Regions from separate parts of the Sus scrofa genome. Here all the other regions are linked to region 1. A link is a contact called in public Hi-C and HiChIP or PLAC-seq data. All regions are on one chromosome and are shown on one strand. The core of a region is the stretch at or near the end of the contact, and the rest is flanking DNA. Distances in the headings are between cores, read along the strand shown. Region 1 overlaps C10H9orf3 (aminopeptidase O). Region 2 overlaps C10H9orf3 (aminopeptidase O). Region 3 overlaps C10H9orf3 (aminopeptidase O). Region 4 overlaps C10H9orf3 (aminopeptidase O).

Evidence for each region. Hi-C and Micro-C count contacts between places; a contact is called where the count stands out from the background. HiChIP or PLAC-seq counts read pairs in DNA pulled down with a chosen protein or histone mark.
Region 2: a contact with region 1 is called in an H3K27ac HiChIP or PLAC-seq map of alveolar macrophages. The contact joins two enhancer-like sites. A contact is called at or near these places in 10 of 47 Hi-C or Micro-C datasets (adipocytes, alveolar macrophages, embryonic fibroblasts and 6 more) and 2 of 2 datasets of contacts at active chromatin or transcription factors (alveolar macrophages and skeletal muscle).
Region 3: an H3K27ac HiChIP or PLAC-seq map of alveolar macrophages shows a contact between it and region 1. The contact joins two enhancer-like sites. A contact is called at or near these places in 17 of 47 Hi-C or Micro-C datasets (alveolar macrophages, brain, embryonic fibroblasts and 11 more) and 2 of 2 datasets of contacts at active chromatin or transcription factors (alveolar macrophages and skeletal muscle).
Region 4: a contact with region 1 is called in a Hi-C map of liver, with 4 times the contacts expected there. The contact joins two enhancer-like sites. A contact is called at or near these places in 14 of 47 Hi-C or Micro-C datasets (adipocytes, embryonic fibroblasts, epiblast stem cells and 7 more) and 2 of 2 datasets of contacts at active chromatin or transcription factors (alveolar macrophages and skeletal muscle).

What each region holds. Positions count from the first base shown.
Region 1 is chr10:27,158,484-27,162,665 of Sscrofa11.1, reverse strand. It overlaps C10H9orf3 (aminopeptidase O), which reads left to right. Exons shown (of 19, transcript XR_002336299.1): 13 at 2,035-2,097; 14 at 2,498-2,572. Among named protein-coding and RNA genes, the nearest start is that of MIR23B, 80 kb to the right of the region's middle. Within about 2 kb of position 1,790, at least 57 of the 83 cell types and tissues checked have an H3K27ac peak or open chromatin away from gene starts, as enhancers often do. A contact at or near this core is called in alveolar macrophages, fetal skeletal muscle, liver and 4 more, where this site is marked.
Region 2 is chr10:27,315,934-27,320,475 of Sscrofa11.1, reverse strand. All of the region lies in intron 5 of C10H9orf3 (aminopeptidase O), which reads left to right. Among named protein-coding and RNA genes, the nearest start is that of C10H9orf3, 150 kb to the left of the region's middle. Within about 2 kb of position 3,210, at least 36 of the 83 cell types and tissues checked have an H3K27ac peak or open chromatin away from gene starts, as enhancers often do. A contact at or near this core is called in alveolar macrophages, omental adipose tissue and skeletal muscle, where this site is marked.
Region 3 is chr10:27,396,872-27,401,455 of Sscrofa11.1, reverse strand. All of the region lies in intron 3 of C10H9orf3 (aminopeptidase O), which reads left to right. Among named protein-coding and RNA genes, the nearest start is that of C10H9orf3, 73 kb to the left of the region's middle. Within about 2 kb of position 3,030, at least 33 of the 83 cell types and tissues checked have an H3K27ac peak or open chromatin away from gene starts, as enhancers often do. A contact at or near this core is called in alveolar macrophages, fetal skeletal muscle, omental adipose tissue and 3 more, where this site is marked.
Region 4 is chr10:27,295,648-27,300,160 of Sscrofa11.1, reverse strand. All of the region lies in intron 5 of C10H9orf3 (aminopeptidase O), which reads left to right. Among named protein-coding and RNA genes, the nearest start is that of C10H9orf3, 170 kb to the left of the region's middle. Within about 2 kb of position 2,835, at least 11 of the 83 cell types and tissues checked have an H3K27ac peak or open chromatin away from gene starts, as enhancers often do. A contact at or near this core is called in alveolar macrophages and liver, where this site is marked.

The DNA of each region.
Region 1 (4,182 bases), core at 541-3,040:
TACCCAGCTGTAACAGCAGATCTTCATAGTACTCTGTTTGAGGTTTAATTAGCAATAGTTGTCTTTCTTCTTGCCGCTGAATTGTTGGATTGGTTTTTGTTCCTTCTAAGACTACACGCTTTTCAATTGTGGCTTAATCAACAACGACGACACTTAGGAAAGGTCCATTTAGACACTGTACATCAACATTGAACTGTTTGTATCAGGTTCTTAGGGATAGTGAATTTCCAAGGAAAAAATTTCTAGTTGGGTAAAGGGAAATGTCATTCAGTGATAAGATTTCTATTGCTTCTGGAACTGTTATTAGTAGCATGGAAGCTTAAATAGTTCAAAGTTTTATTTCCATTTAAAAATGATAAAAAGCTTGGTGATTCCATAATCCATCATTTGTAACTTTTACCTGCCTGTACGTATTCGCATTTGAGACTTGCAAGCCATTATCCATTTTTAGGCATTTCTCTTACAGTAGAAAAATTGTATGTGATGGTTTGTACGTTATGTATAGAAAGACTCCATAACACTTTGAAAAATCTTTAGCAAATGAGCATGCAATTCATAGCACTTAGCTAATAATGGTTAATACGCTGATTTAACTCTCCATAGGTTTTTTGGTAGTCTGGGAGAAACAAAGTCAGAAATCTCCCATTTAAGTAGCCCTTTTGTTTGTTTTAGGAAATAGAAGTGCATCATCAGTATAATTTTAAGTAGTCCAGTTATGAATATGGGATGAAGGGATAAAATAAAGTTCTTCACTCTGATGTCTCTATTAAGAAACTCCCCTTTGTGTAAAATACTCCACGGCAAAGTTGCTTCTATTTAAAGTAGTGAGTTTGATCTTGGCTTTGATCTGAAGCTTTTGATCTTGAAAGAAGGATGAAGTAGCAATAAAGAGAGGGCAAGACAGATTTTCTTTAAAGAAATGCGATAAAGTTAAAGGAATGGTCAAGATCAGCAAACACGAGTGCGACCCGACTCTTCTCCCCAAGCACTCACCCCCCAGGCTGGTTCAGCCAACTTCTGATGAAGAAGGAAAGTCTTTTGGGGGTCGCGGAAAAAATTGAGGGTATCGCACACTTTTATAAACTGAGTGGAAACTTTCCCCTCTATTTAGGAAGACATTGTCTCCTTTTTAAATTCTACAAGCGGCTTGGGGGGGTCCACCGAATGGACGAGAGCGGCGCCAGCAGCGCTTAGCCAGAGCGCATTAGCTCCCGAGACTCGCTGAAGGAGCTCGGCGTTTGCCTTTTACGCGCTCCGAGCTTCTCCGCGGGGAGGTCACCTGCCACCGCCCCGGAGGCCGGAGGGGCCATTGAAAAACGTGTACTTAATGGCGTCTGATCCATTCCCGGAGAAAACTCCATTAGGAAAGTTCCTTTCCCTGCGTGATGGCCATCTGGACACTTAGGTTTCTGACCCGAAGAGAGAGTTCAGGTTGGCCGCAGGGGTGCGGGCGCTTCTCCCGCTCAGCCCTTTTTCCTGCCAGCGGACAGCACTTTTACTCCCACCGCGGCCAAGAAACCTTTTCGCGGACACCCGAGCAGCCCGCAGGGGTTGGGGGTGGAAAGGTAAGCGTGCGCGCCCGGGGTCGGTCCGCGCGTGGGAGGGCGCAGGAGCGCGGGCGCTGGCCGGACGCGGGGAGAAGAAAAAAGATGTTTGCAAGGAGAACAATAAAAGAGCCGGCGCGCCGGCGGGGGCGGGGGCGGAGGCGACCTGCCGGGAGGGCGGTGCGGCCGCCTATACCTTTAAGGCAGGCCCCGCCCCCGCCCCAGCGCCCGCCCGCCGCCCGCGCCGCCGCCCCGGCCCCGCGCCGCCCGCCGCCCGCGCTGCGCCTTAGGTGTTGCGGGCCTCGAGCGCCCGCCGCTCTCCGCCGGGCGGGCCGGGCGGACGGCCCTGGGCGCGGACTCCAGCGCCCGGCTCCCACCCTCACCTCCCGCGGGCGAGGTACGGGGGCGGCGCGCCGAGTTGGTGGGGCACTGGGGAGGGAGGCTGGGGCGGCTCCCGGGGTAAACTTGACTCTGTCCCCTTCCCCCGCAGCCGCTGCAGAGGGAGCGCCAGGCCGGGGAGGAGTGCGGGCTCGCTCGGCAAGTGAGCGCAGAGGTGAGTGCGGGCGGCGTGGTCCCGGCGCTCTCCTCCCTCCCGGGGCAGTGGGTCCCGCATTGCATCCCTGTCGCGGAGCCCTCGGTTGGCGGCGACGCGCGACATTGGTGGGTAAGATGGCCCTTGTTCCGGGGCTCTGGCGCGCACCGGCGCGGGGGCGGCCAAGCGGGCCCGTGACTGCGGGAGCGGCCGGGGCGAAGGTCACGGCCTGGGCTCCCCGCAGACCGAGGGCCCTCTGCGCGGAGGCGGCCTCGGGAGCCCCGAAAGGTGCCTGCAGCCTCCCCAGGTGAAGCGGAGGACGGCTGCGTCGCGAGGCCGTCGATCGTTTCTTTCTCACGCTAAGGGGCGGCTCTCAGGACCCGTCCTGCATTTAAAATGCCCTATGGTTTTCGAACTTCAGGTCGAGAAATGGGTTCGAGTGAACCGGAGACCCCGAAAACGGAAACGAAGGGAGACCGAAGAAGTGTTTGCAAAGGTAGGGGCTCCCCAAAGAGCACAGGATGGAGTTCTTGATCACTCTCCCCGCCTGCCCCAGAGCACTTGGTTACAACAATAGAATTCCACCCCCCCCCGCCGCCTTTTTTTCAAATTTTAGTTAAATTTACAGTAAGCCTTAGATTTACGTGGATAGTTCTATAGACATACTGGTTGCTAATCCTAGCGATTATCAACACACTATGTACTCAGGAAGTGAGAATGATCCGGAATGGAGATTTCTTTCATGCTCATTAAATAGAGCATTAGAGTATAAGTGAGTTTCATTATTATATTAGACCAGTAGTATTTGTGGAATTATATATATATCTCAGAGAGGGGGTGTTCTGAAGAAATCGCCCACAGTATCAGGTTTCTCTGTTGGGTTGTAATATACACAATACCTCACTCATTCATTTAGACTTTTAGAGTCATCTCATAAGTGGAGAGGGAAGGCCAAAGAAGTATATTACTTTTGAAACACTGGGAGGGATTTTATATACTAAAGCAAATGAGAAATTTGCTTTTCTAAATTTAGAATTTCAGTATGCTGCTTTGCAGAAGTTTGGACCACCCCTTGTCTCCTGAAATGGTATTAAGTTAAAACTTGATTTGTCATTGTCATAAATATTAGGAAATAAGGTAAGTAGTCTGTTGTTTCCTGAGTGATCCGTTGGAAACTCTTAAAAATGAATAACGTTTTTACAAATGTTACAGCAGGTCTGATTTTTGTGGCTCGTGATTTAATCATTTTACTGTTTTTCGCCTCTTGAAAGCACCAAGGGATTAAAATAGCGGTGTGTTGTTTTTCTGCTGCTAGAACGTATGATGAATCACTTCTGATTCTGAAGCCAAATTCTTGCTGATAGCATTGCTGCCAACTTCTGGGATGTGTTGCCTTAGTATGGGCATTGCAGCGTCTGAGAATGTGCACAAAGCACATCCTAACGAAGGTGATACCACAGTTTCAGAGTGCGTTTAAGGATACCAAGGGCAGCTTCTGAGAGAATGGGAAAAAGTAATGGCCTAGGTGGCTCGTCATTTGTAAGGAGACATCCAATGTGTGAAAAGCCTTTCCCTTTTTAAACAAAGAGTCCTACATGTCACTCCGGTTAAACAGTAATAGAAAAAGTTGTCATTCTGAACGGGCTCGAGTGTTCCCGACCGTATCTCAGCGTGCTGTGGTAGGTTGTATTTGTTTAACTTTCATGGTCTAGGTGTTTTTAAAAATGTTTGCGAGGTGATAGATGAGACCAGAAAATATCTGAAAAAGGAAAAAGAATCACAGCTTGTTTAGTATTTAAAATTTTTTTTTCTGAGCCGTTATTTTTTTAATGCAAAAAAATAAGATGACCCAAGCATACCACGTATCATGCCTAAAAGAAGGGGAAGTCCTTGTCTTTGTGGATTACCAGGTACCATCACTACCAGAACTTGAAGTAAGCATGTCTGTGACACCCACGCCCTGACCAGGGCCTCCTGAGACGGAGAAGGGTAGGTATGGACTGAGGATTTTGCCTTCTAGGAAAACTGGAGTTCTTCACTGAGCCTTTTGTCCTTGAGAGAGGCTGTTGTGTTAGAGCTTTACGGTGAGGATGCACTTTTAAATTT
Region 2 (4,542 bases), core at 1,961-4,460, 160 kb before region 1:
ATTAATTTCCAGCGACTTAATATCCTTTTCCCATCTGGAAGCTCTGAATGGAATAATATAGCAAGATGGCTGCTCTGGCAAGAGGGCTATTATTCCTGTCCTCTGGGTGGAAATACAGAGAGTGTGTTAAAATATGTTTCTTCACAGTATGTCTCACCTCATAAATAGTCTTTGACTTCTTAGGATGTTAAAATAAGTCGTTGAAAACTTACACTTCTCGGCATCTTGTCTTATAAAATGATAGACTGTCTTAAAGTGGAGTGTGTTATCACTCTTCCAGATCCAGACCTTTAATATATGGGACAAAACCATGACCCAAACACAGGCTGAATGATGAACTTGAAAGTACAAGGCCTTTAATTCCATGGAATATGATTCTTCCGCTATTCGAAAGCCGTCACTTATTATGAATTGTTTACTGCATTGTATAAGACAAAACAAATCTCTGTGGACCCAAAAAGATTTTGGATGCAATCTTAAGACCTTGTTTACTTTGGTTTGGACATAATTCCTGAGTTTTGAAGCATTTTCATCCTTCGTGGGCCGTCGTTTCTTTGGTTTCCCTCTCTCCATCGCTATTCTGTCGACTTTGCGAGTGTAGAGTAGAGATGATGCTGAGCATGGAGGTGCCATGTTTATCTGTGGTTGAACAATATGTGGCACCACGCAAATGGGGGCACAGGGAGGAAGCAAAACTTCTCCAGATATAAACTGTTGCTATCGTTGTAGCAGAACAATGTGATGGACTCTGCCTTAGTTTCTGTATGTGCTATAACAGAGTACCACAAACTCACTGGCTTAGAACAATGGAAATTGATCTTAGTGTTCTGGAAGCCAGAAGTCTGACATCAGAGTGACTGGGCTGAAATCAAGGTGTTGGCAGGGTCACACTCCCTCCCTAGGCTGTAGGAGAGAAGCTGTCCCTTGCCTCTTCCAGCTTCTGTTTGTGGCCACATCACTCCAGTCTTCAAGGCCAGCATCTTCTAATGCCTCTCTGTTCTGCTCTCGTATCCCCGTTTCCTCTCTGGGTCAGTCTCCCTCTGCCTCTCTCTTTTAGGACAGGTGTGATTGCATTTAGAGACTGTTTGGATAATCCAGGGAAATCTCCCCACTTCAAGATTCTTAACTTAATCACTTCTCGAAAGACCTTCTCCCTTTCTTCCATATTTATTTTTTGCAGTATGAGGTAACATTCACAGGTTTCAGGAATTAGGATGTAGATATCTTTGGGGGAGGAGCATTTTTGAGCCTATCACAGACTTCACTGGTTCCGAAGAACGAATCAATGAAGATCGGGGCTCATGCATCGTCCATATCCCCTGTGTCTTCTTTCCCTCCTGACATAATCTGATGAGGGTTAAGAGCATGAATGTATTCATTCAGCACATGTTTACTTAGGACCTCCCATGTGCCTGCCACTAAATTCTTTGGCTACAATAATGAACAAATAGATATGATCCCCGTCCCCCTGAGGTTTATAGTTGTGTTGGGGAAATGGCTATTAAACGCTCTCAAAAATGTAATACCACAAATTGGCAAGTGCCATGCAGAAGAAGTGGCTCCTGACAAGGTCTTAGGGAAGGGCCATCTGAGGAAGTAATGTTTAAGCCGAGATCTGAAGGACAGTGAGAAGTGAGCCGGGCTAGGAATAGAAAGGAAAGCATTTCAGGCAGAGGGACAGGCTGTGGCTGGAAAGAACTTGGAACTTCGGAGGATCCCGAAAGATGTGTTAGACGTCAGAAGCTGTGGGGAGATTGGGGGTGTGACAAGACTGGAGATGCCATCAGAGGTCAGAGTAGTCAGGGCCTCACAGGAACCTGAGCTTCATGCTCAGTGTATCAGGAAAACGGTGGGTTTAACTCAGTGGCGGGGTAGGAATGGGGTGGGCGTGACACGATCTGGTTTGTGTTTTTACAGAATTATTCTGGCCTCTGGTTGGAGAATGGACTGACAGGGACAGGCGTGGTGGCAGTGGGATGGCGAGATCACAGGTTTGGCCGCAGTCCAGGCAAGAGGCTTCAACCAGGGTGGAAATAGTGATTGTGGAGAAAATGCTCTAGAGAAATGACAGAGCTTGCAAGTTTCCTGTGGGGGAGTTGTGAGGAAGAGGGAGGTGTCAAGGCTGACTCCCAAGTTCCTGGCCTACGCAGCGGGATGGGTGGGGGTGCCACTGAGGAAGGTGGGAGGCCAGGAGGAGCACATTTGGAAAAAAGACCCTGGGTCTGGTTTGTGTATGTTGACCTTTAAGATGTCACTTGGGGGTGTTCTGGCTGTGGCTCAGCGGAAACGAATCCAACTAGTATCCATGAGGATGTGGGTTCTATCACTGGCCTCACGCACTGGGTCAGGAATCTGGCATTGCCATGAGCTGTGGTGTAGGTCATAGACATGGCCCTGATCTTGCATTGCTGTCGCTGTGGCATTGGACAAAAGCTGTTGCTCTGATTTGACCCCTGGCCTAGGAACCTCCATATGCTGAGGGTGCTGCCCTTAAAAAAAAAAAAAAAAAGAAGAAGAAGAAGAAAATGCCACTTGGTGCCGTGCCTGGCACCGAGCACACCATAACGAGGAGCTTCTTTTTCAGGCGGTCATTTCAAAACCATAACTGGCCTTTGAGTCAGGAGGCTTAGGTTCTCGATGTGACCAGGCCCCCTTGCAGTAAACAAAGCTCTCTCTGGGCCTCGGTGTCCCCAGGTATAAATTGGAGGCGGTGGGACTGGATTGTTCTGTGCTCCCTTTCAGCTTTAATATGTCTGCAGTGCCGTGGAATTCTTTGGTCCTGACCACCTGGTATCCCGCTCTGGCCAGCTGGATGGGCTTCACAGAGGTCGATGAACTAGAACTCCTGCACATGGGTGGCAGTTTCTGGGGGAAGCTGACGCAGAGGGAGCTCCGGCCAAGGCAAACTGTGGCTCGCGAGGAGGCCTCGTGACGAAGGGGAAGGATGTGGTTTGAGGGGAGCAGCAGCTGCTGCTGTCACCAAAGAAGCATGAAATTTGCCGAGCCTCGGAGGAGAGCTCGGCCGAGGCTGGCCGTCTCTGAACCGGTGAACTCATGTGACGCAGGGCCCATGGAGAGATGGTGCTGGGCAGACAAGCAGAGGAGGGGAGACAATCGGATCTCCTTCTCTCCCGTGCCCTCCCCTGTCGTCCGCAGAGAGTCACTGTCGGAGTCAGTGTGGGTCTCGGGACAGACCCCCTTCGTTTATGGAGAAAGATACCAAGGTCAACCACAGCATCCAGGCAGCACAGCCGAAGCAGCACTCAGGCCTCCCCCCCAGCTGGTCCTTGCTTTCCTGCGCCACCAGGCTGCCAGCGACGATTCCTGGGAGCCGTTGGGGGCCCCGTTTTGGAAAAGGGGTCAAGTTTGGTTTGATTTGCCTTAGACCAGACCCCGGAGTGATTATTCTCTCCTCCCAACCTGCCAGTAGAAAAACACTTTCATTTGTCACACTTGGGGCCCTCTCCCCCGTCCCCGCCTCCTTAGTCACGAGTAAACCGGCTGGGCCTTGATTCCATAGGGATCCTTTTAATGTATCCACCTCCTCTGGGCTCCCCCGTGGTGATAACACTTCCTACCCTCCCGAAACAGGCTCCGCAGTTGAAGGCTGTGCCCATGTCTTTCATTTTCCTCAGAGGTGTTGGTTGATTTAAAAAAAAAAAAAAACAAAAAAACACGAACAATGGTTTTGTTTATGAGGAGCCGCTGAAAGGGAGCTTATTAGCAAAGCTGCTGCTTCATCCTGTGATTGTGGTTAGTTCGTGAGTAATCGAATTCCCTGGCCTCTTCTTCGGAAGCGATGACTGGTCAGTCTATGGCTTTGGTGTTGTTTCAGAGCAGGCAGATCACGCTACCTCCACCTAAGAGCTCCATTTGAAACGCCTCATCAGAGGATGGAAGCAAGGCTTCCTATGTGCCTATTGCACAGTAGGGATTTCTCTAGAAGTCGCTACTGGGTCGAGGCCTGAGCGGGGTCTCTAAAGAAAAAGCCTTGGGCCGAGGGCCTCCCGAGGAAGCCTCGGAGAGTCATAAGCCACATGAGGGGTGTGTTATATGCAAGCCAGGGAGAACATGGAGCAGAGGTTCATGTCCTGAAGATGAGGTGCACGGTGAGGTAAGCCATCCTTTACGAGGACCCGCTTCAAGGCTGAGAGACCACATTCTGAGCCAAGGGAGGGCTCTGTTTCCTGAGGCCACACATCTGGTTGACCTCCTTCCCATCTCCTTGAACATGCTGTGCTCATTACTGAAACAAGGGTCTCCCTGCTGTTGCTCCCCACCCTGGGGACACCCAGCCTGGTTTCCAAAGACCCTGCAGGTCCCGCCCCCTCCTACACGGCTCCCCTCAAGGGCCAGCTCCTCCCCGGAACTTTCCCCGAGAACCCTCGTCCTCATTGGCCCGCTGGTTTCCCAATTCCTTCCGTAATTGCCGTCTCACTTCCTCGCTTTCCCTCCGTGTTCTTTGCCGCTGTGCGCTCTTCCCTCGGGGTGGCGTGTCAGTGGGGGCAAGGGGGCTTTGCAGTTCTTGCGTGTTCTTTTCCA
Region 3 (4,584 bases), core at 1,781-4,280, 240 kb before region 1:
TTCCTGGCCCGCTCAAGTGGGTTAAAGATCCGGTGTTGCCACTGCTGCGGTATAGGTTGCAGATGAGGCGTGGATCTGGCGATGCTGTGGCATAGGCTGGCTGGTACGGCTCCGATTCAACCCCTAGCCCGGGAACTTCAGAGCCTTTCAATATTTGTCTGTCTAGCTACTTGAAGATTATCATCAAAAATTAAAACAAGAATTGACTTTAGCATTTTCATGGAAAATAGTCATACTTCCCAGAGTATATCTGTGGATTTTTTTTTTTCCAGAATTACCAATTCAGGGTATAGTTATAATAAAGTAGATGCGAATTAGGATTTGCTTACATACAACTTACACCTTATATGATCCCACAGAGCAGACTTTACCAGTTCAGACAGAGGGAGGATTGAGCTAGACAGGGAGAAAGAACTTTATGCCTAATACTGCATTCCTCCTGCAGCCCACAGCTGGGGCTTATCGGAGGCCCACCAGGCAAGAGCACTAACAGTGCTTTTTGCCAGACCCCAAAATGGCTATTTGGAGGATGGAATAATGTCTCCAAATGTGTTTGCCCTCCTTAGAGAAAACGGGTATGTGAATACAAGTTGCTACTACTTCCTCTCCGAGTCATGTTTTCTCGATTGGTCGATTGGTCTCCTAGGACCTCCCCTCCCTTGCGCACAGGGCCCTTTAAAACCATGAGCTGTCCTTGCAAACATGAGAGGCAAAACCCAACCCACCCACAAGTCACAGTTTCCGTCCCAGCGATACGTCAGCCTGATTAGTACATTTGCCAGGCACCAGCTGATTTCCCGAAAGAAGCAGAGCACCTGGGAGCAGCCTAATGTCATGAGGCAGATAACAGCGACAGAAATGACAGCAACCCTCGGGCGGGGGATGGAAGTCAGAAGACAGACCTCTGAGTTCTTGCTACATGAGGGAAATCATTCCTCCTGGCTGTTTTTAAAAACGAAGGCTAATGGTTTAGACTGTAGTGTGATGACCATCATAAAATCTGAGTAGCTGAGAAGCCTCTATCCTTTTTCTCAACAAGGCTAAGTCAAGATTTAGATTGGGCGGACTTCCCGTCGTGGCTCAGCAGAAATGAATCCAACTAGGAACCATAAGGATGGGGGGGTTCCATCCCTGGTCTTGCTGAGTAGGTTAAGGATCCAGGGTTTCCATGAGCTGTGGTGTAGGTCACAGATGTGGCTTGGATCCCGTGTTACTGTGGTGTAGGTCACAGATGTGGCTTGGATCCCATGTTGCTGTGGTGTAGGCCGGCAGCTGCAGCTCCAATTCGACTCCTAGCCTGGGAACTTCCATACGCCACATGGACGCCCCTAAAATGCAAAAAAAAAAAAAAAAAAAAAAAAAACCGATTTAGATTGACTTATTTGGCTCCTTTATCCTTTATTATTGAACTTTCTCACCATCATGTCATTTGGGCAGACAGAAATGTTAGCCTGACTCTTGTTGTCAGCCTGTATTCCCTGCCAAAATATAGCTAAACTATTACGCCCAGAGACCCAATGCCCAGTACAGTGTTTCGTATAGAATAGGTGTTCAGTACTTACTTGTTGAATGAATGTGTTCTCTGTAATCAGACAGAAGTAATATATTCATGGAAGAAGCATTTAAGATCACCACTGATAGTAACAAAAGTGATTTCAGGGTCTTTCCTTTAGTTTTGCTTCTGATTAGAGTTTATGCCTTTTCTCCAAACTCAGTATCTTTTAAAAGGAAAAAAAAAATCGATGTAGTACATTCCTGTTCCACCATTTGGTAATTTGTTGTTGTTGAATTTTGTTTTATTTTTTCAGGGTCTAATTTAGAGTCTAATTCCTAGAAAATTAGAACATTCCGCTTATATTTTTCCTAGGAAGCTTCAAGTGAATGAATAAGACTGGCTAATTTAAGCTCCTTCCAAATGTTGGAGAAGAAGCATATGAACAAATGAAAGGTGTTAAAAGCTGTATGTGCCCTCGCTTAGGATCTGATTTTGTTTTTCTATGCAAAAGTAAGAGACTGTAGACATTACTTCATCCCGGGCAAAATGCTGCTCTCCAGCCTGTCCAATAGACCAGCTCCCTGACATTCTGTCTTGATTTTGTATGGAAAGTCTAGAGAAAAGCCAAGATTTCAGGGTCTGGACCCTCTGGTGTGCCACTGAAAGCCAACTTTTCTTCTCTCTTGATGGCTCCAAATAAGCAGTACTATTTAGCCTGCTCCCACAGCAAGCAACCAGGAATGACGTGTAAGGACCTGGTAAATTAAAAGACGTGTAGGACTGGTCATGATTGTTTACACAAAGAGAGAATGCGAAGTAGGGAGAGCTCCTTATTTCTCCAACCGAGGAAACTTTATTCCAGGCTAATACACACACACACACACACACACACACACACACACACACACACATGTGTTTCCAGGGGTAGGAGTACAGAAGTGAGTACATCTTTTCTCTTTAGATTAGAAAACCCCTGGTGATGGAGGACAGTACTCTGCTCTGCTACATCCTTCGTAAGGTCTCACATAATGCCCTGCACTTTCTAAATCTTTGTCAGTTCATTCTTTTGTTCGCAACTTGCTTTTGACTAGTTCTTGCTTGTCATTCTAGCGTTGCACTTACCATATTTGGCATACGGGGAAGTCATCACGATCTCTTTTGGATTAGGATGATTCTGGCAGGCATGTGTATACCAATTCTTGTTGCTATGGGTTTTTTGTCTTAAGCTTGACATTCATGATTTTTCTCAAGGAAGTGAAGTCCTAAAGCATGCTTATGACCGTCTGGCACAGAATGATTTGTTGTCCAGTGTGCCGATCCATTTCGTATTTTAAGTTTAAGGAGAACTAGTTTATCCTAGGATTTAATTGCGGTCAGAATGCAGGTGAGACTTGGGGTAGCCAATCTGGTGAAAGGTATTCCTTTATGTATTAGCCACCAGGGACAAAAACCTCAAAACCTGTGGAGGTGCTTGTGTTCTGGGTTCAGTAGGTGGCGCTCTTCTACCTGGTTCACTAGTGTGATCTTGAAGGTCATTCTCTCCAGTCCGTGCCGTAGGCGGTTCCATGTTACCGGGAAGGAAACCTGAAGCCTTGCCCAGTGGCATCAGAGCCTGAGAAGCCATGGCATGATCTGGCACATGGCCCTGGTCAGGCAGTGTTGGTGCATACCAGCCCAGGGCGTCTTACTGTCTCCTTTGTTCTGATGCCAGTTCCCGCCCTTGAGCAACAGCGGAAAAGAGCTAAGGAAAGACAGTCACACCATGAGTATTCTGGAGGGTGGCACTAGCTCATAAAACCAGAACGCGTAGATACAGCATCTAAAACGTAGTGAGAGGAAAAAAAGTCGGGGTTTGCAGAGAGACCCAAAAACTAGAGAAAGAAGCCAAGAGAGGAAGAGCAACAAAACTGGGAGCTTCACCTATGTTGTATATGTCTACTGTATTTATTATTGTTATGTATCTATTATATTTATTATTGTTACATATCTATTATATTTATAATTATATATCTATTATATTTATTACATTAAATATATAGTATATACACTTATAAATTCATATTCATATATATGCGTGTTCCTATACATATCATCAAGCATTTAAAATTTGTAATACAGAGGTGTTCCAAAATAATGAAATAGCTTGACATAGTTTGGGCAAGAAGTTCTGAAATTAAGAATAGCTACTAGAGGAGTTCCCATCGTGGCACAGTAGAAACGAATCCAACTAGGAACCATGGGGTTGTAGGTTTGATCCCTGACCTTGCTCAGTGGGTTAAGGATCCAGCGTTGCCATGAGCTGTGGTGTAGATTGCAGACACGGCTTAGATCTGGCGTTGCTGTGGCTCTGGCATAGGCCGGCAGCTAAAGTTCCGATTGGACCCCTAGCCTGGAAACCTCCATATTGCCATGGGTGTGGCCCTGAAAAAGGCAAAAGACAAAAAAAAAAAAAAAAAAAAAAGAAAAAAAGAGAGAGAATAGCTACTAGAGAAAGAAAAAAGCTTGAGGTAGGAAAGAAGCAGGTGCCTCAGAAGAACTGAGTGAAGAAATATGATACATAAATGAAAGCATGTATCAATTTGATGTTTCCAAAAGCTGCATCTTGTTTGTCTAAGCTACAGTAGAAAAGTTTAAAAGATGAAGTGGATGCTTTTGAAAGAAGAATTTAAATGCCTGCTTTAATTTTCAGTGAAACTCTAACCCTTTAAAAATGAGAAATTCCGGAAGATGCTTAACTCGGCAAAGATAAATCTGCTTTTGCCCCTGTGGAAGCAGGGTGTTTGTGAATGGTATGGCTGTGCCTTTGGTGTGTTTGGAGTGAGTTTATCCGACTTCTCTAAGAATAGGACAATGATATTCCATAAGTTTTGTATTGAACTTACTAGTAGTAGGCATGATTGATAGGTAGAAAGAACTACAGCATCTTGATTTTTTGCACTTATTTTTTTTCTTTTTGTAAAAATGATTTTCTAAACAAATAACTAGCCAAGTTTTTCACAGGTTTAGAATAAAAAGGTCTCTCTCCTCCCATGAACAAATACTCCATCACATTCTTCCTTTTTTCCTTTCCACTTTTCCTACCTTAAAAG
Region 4 (4,513 bases), core at 1,586-4,085, 140 kb before region 1:
GGCTTTTTGTATGAAAAGTCTTACAAAAAACTAATAAACATTAGATTAATTTGATTGTGTATTTAAGGAGTTACTTTTATGTAAAAAGGTATCATTATATGAAAACAGGACAGCAGTCAGAAGATCTGAAACACATTCTCTGTTCAGTAACAAACAACTGACCCATCATTATAAAGTCCACATTCACTCTACAGACTCAGCAGCCAGAATTAGTGTCAGTACAACCGGAGGTTAGTACTGTTGAAAGCTGAAAGTGTTGGTGGAAATTAAAACCACAGAGCATTGGGGGAAATTGATAGGTCTGGATGGAACACAAAGGTCAGAGCAATGGAAAACTGTCTCAAGAAAAAGCTACTCCAAAGGAGGGGTTGCAGTAATGTGCATCGGACAGGTGGTGGGCAATGGAATTTTCTTGGCACTTTTTAAAGTACACAAATAAAACATAGCCAAGAGCCAGGTGTGCTTGGCTATGGATGTGTAAACACTTCTGAGAAGATGTCCACAAACTGAATTTGTAAAAATCCAGTTTCACTGCTTTAGAAAAGATGTCTATGTAGCTGAGCCATACGAAAAAGGTGAAAATTTTGTTATATTCACGTGGTCTATAAGCATTTAGAATTTTTATTTTTTATTATAGTCGATTTACAATGTTCTGTCAATTTCTGCTATACAGCAAAGGGTAACCCAGTTACATATATATATATATATATATATATATATATAATATATATATATACACACACACACACACATTCTTTTTCTCACATTATCCTCCATCATATTCCATCACAAGCGATTGGATATAGTTCCCTGAGCTACACAGCAGGATCTCATTGCTTATCCACTCCAAATGCAATAGTCCCAAACTCCCAGTCCATCCCACTCCCTGCCCCTCCCCCTTGGCAACCACAAGTCTATTCTTCAAGTCTATGAGTTTGTTTCTTTTCTGCAGATAGGTTCATTTGTGCCATATATTAGATTCCAGATATGTGATACCATATTGTATTTGTCTTTCTCTTTCCGACTTATTTCACTCAGTATGAGAATCTCTAGTTCCATCCATGTTGCTGCAGATGACATTCTTTCTTTCTTTTTTATGGCTGGGTAATATTCCATTGTATATACGTAGCACTTCTTAATCTGTTCATCTATTGATGGACATTTAGGTTGTTTCCATGTCTTGGCTATTGTGAATAGTGCTGCAGTGAGCATAGGGGTGCATGTATATTTTTGAATGAAAGTTTTGCCTGGATTTATGTGGAGGAGTGGGATTGCTGGATCATATGGTAGTTCTAGATTTAGTTTTCTGAGTAATCTCCATTCAGTTTTCCACAGTGGTTGTACCAATTTACATTCCCACCAGCAGTGTAGGAAGGTTCCCTTTTCTCCACACCCTCTCCAGTGTTTGTTATTTGTAGATTTATTAATGATAGCCGTTTTGACCTGTGTGAGGTGGTACCCATTGTAGTTTTGATTTGCATTTTTCCAATAATTAGTGATGTTGAGCATTTTTTCATTTGCTTGTTGGCCATCTGTGTGTCTTCTTTGGAGAAATGTCTATTCTGGTCTTCTGCCCATTTTTCAATTGGGTTGTTTGGGTTGTATGAGTTGTTTGTATATTTTGGAGATGAAGCCCTTACTAATTTTCTTGATGTAGATTATCCTACCAGTCCATGTTATATATTCAAGGAAGTAAGTTTGTGATCATTTTTAAAATCCAGAATAGAAATGTTTTTTTATTTATTATTTTTTTTATTTTAATGATTTTTTTCCCTTACAGCTGGTTTACAGTGTTCTGTCAATTTTCTACTGTACATCAAGGTGACCCAGTTACACATACATGTATATGTTCTTTGTTCTCACATTATCATGCTCCATCATAAGTTACTAGATATAGTTCCCAGTGTTATACAGCAGGATCTCATTGCTTATCCATTCCAAAAGCAATGGTTTGCATTTCAGAATTAGAAATGGTTTTTTTTCTTTTCAAATTCTCCATGATAAATATATTACTTTTAGAATTAAGAGAAGCAAAAACTAGATGCAAGATTTTCTTAGTGAAGGGATTTAGACAGATTTCCTGCAGTAAGATTGTTCTTTGTTCCTTAGCATGGTTGAATTGTTATGGGACAGTGGAGACAGTTTTACACAGGGTTTATGTAACATATTAAATTAAATTCATAAGTCTGAAATCTCATAGTTGCAGTTATCTTTAAAACCCCTTAAGTACCCACAAAATATAGTGTATGTGGATTTGTTTAGTAGTATAAATATGTAATATAGACTAATATACAGTCAGTGATGAAATATGCAAGTGTTTGTGTCATGGTATGACTTAAATTATTTGTCTTTTATTATGAGTGGGTGTGATTTAATTCACATAAGTTAAATCCACGCCAGGTGAAATTCCATGGTACAGAGGAACAAGCACTGGATTTGACTGAGTTAGAAGTCCTGGCACTTTATGATCTTGGGGAAGTCATTTGATTTTTCTGGGCCTCACCTCTCTTGCCTGTAAGATGAGGCTTATACTGTGTACTTCATAAATCATATTAAAGATCAAATGAAATGATATAGGCCCTAACATCCTAGACATATTAAGAGGTTCCCACTAGACTGAGAGTGTCAGAAAGGCTTGCACCACGTCTGTCTCATTGCTATTGAATTGTCCTGAGTTTCTGCTGCAAGTTATGTTGGATGACCAAATCAGTGAGGTAGTTCAGTCCTGTGTTTCCTGCCCTAGGGCAAGTACACGCAGATGGACCTATGCACAGGGCACTGTTCCTGCATCTGAAGTAAAGAAGGCAAAGTTTACTCTTTTCTTGAACTTCAGCCCACACAGGAAGAAGCTAGGCAGTTCATGTTTAAGCGAAATAAGCCCATTGAGAAATCCAGTGTAAACACCGGGAGTTTCCCTCATTAGGCAATGAGCAGCAGGTTTTATTGGGAATGGATCTGTCATACTATAAAATTTATAATTATAAGGCCATTGTTTGCTTTAACTGACTATTGAAACTATGTCTGCTCACCAAACTTTCTTCTTTTTCCTAATAGAACATCTTAGAAGGAGCATTATTTTAATTATAGTAGCACATAACTAATTTTTAATGACAAGGAAAGGAGCAAAATTGAAAATGAGCAAGAAGGTCTATCCATAACAGCTGAGGTGATGTGTCAACCAACTAGAATTTTATTCCCTTCTCCGTAAAATGAGACTTGAAACTTTTTTGGCCATAGTTCTCATATAATGTTAATCCATCATAGAGTAAATTGATACCATGCATGTGTTGTATGTGTGTACTTTTATTTTTATTTAATGAATTTTATTATATTTATACTTGTGCAACCATCATTATAACCTAATTTTAGAACATTTCCACCCCAACCCCCCAGTCCATCCCTCCCCCCTCAACCTGTCCCCTTTGTTAGCCGTAAGTTTTTCAAGGTCTGTGAGTCTGTTTCTGTTCTGCACATAAATTTCATTGTATTCTTTTTTTAGATTCCACATATAAGTGATAGCACATGATGTTGGTGTCTCATTGTGTGACTAACTTCACTTAACATGATAATTTCTAGGTCCAGCCATAGTTCTCATATAATGTTAATCCATCATAGAATAAATTGAGGCCATGCATGTATTGTTTGTGTTTACTTTTTATATTGTTTCAAAATAATTACAAAGTCCAGGAAGTTGCAAGGAAACATACAGGGAGGTCCTATGTACCTGTCACCTAGCCTCCCCCAGTGTTAACATCTTGTATAACAATAGTAGAATGTCAGAACCAGGAAGTTGATATTGGTACAATCCACAGAGTTTATTCAAATTTCACCAGTTATGCATGCATTCATTTGTGTGTGTGTGTGTGTGAGTGTGTGTGAGTGTGTGTGTGTGTGTGTGTGTAACTCTACACCTCTATGCAGTCTCATCACTGTGTATCATGGTAACCACCACCACATGTAACCACCATCACAACTAAGATAGTTGAGGAAACCATCACCACAGGGCCCACTCATACTACCCCATTTTCAGCTATACCCACCCCTTCCCCTATGCTTATCCTCTGGCCCCCAAAAATATGCTCTCTTTTTTTATAATTATGTTATTTCACAAATGTTACATAAAATTATGTTACATATGTATCATTTTGAAATTAGGGTTTTTTTTTTTTTTCCTTGAGGTTCATCCAAGTTGTTGTGTGTATCAAAAATCTGTTCCTTTTTATGTCTGAGTAGAATTCCATAATATGGATGTACCACAGTTTGTTTAATCATTTACCACTGAAAGACATTTGAATAGTTTCCTCTATTTGGCTATTGCCAATAAAGGCTGTGAACATTCATGTCAAGTTTCTGTATGAAAATACGTTTTCATGTCTCTGGATAAATGTATAAGGCAGTACAATTGCTAGATCATAAAGTTTATTTTTAGTTTTAAAAGGAACTGCCAGACTATTTGCCAGAGAAGCTGTATCATTTTACATTCCTGCCAGCAATATATAAGTGGTCTAGTTTT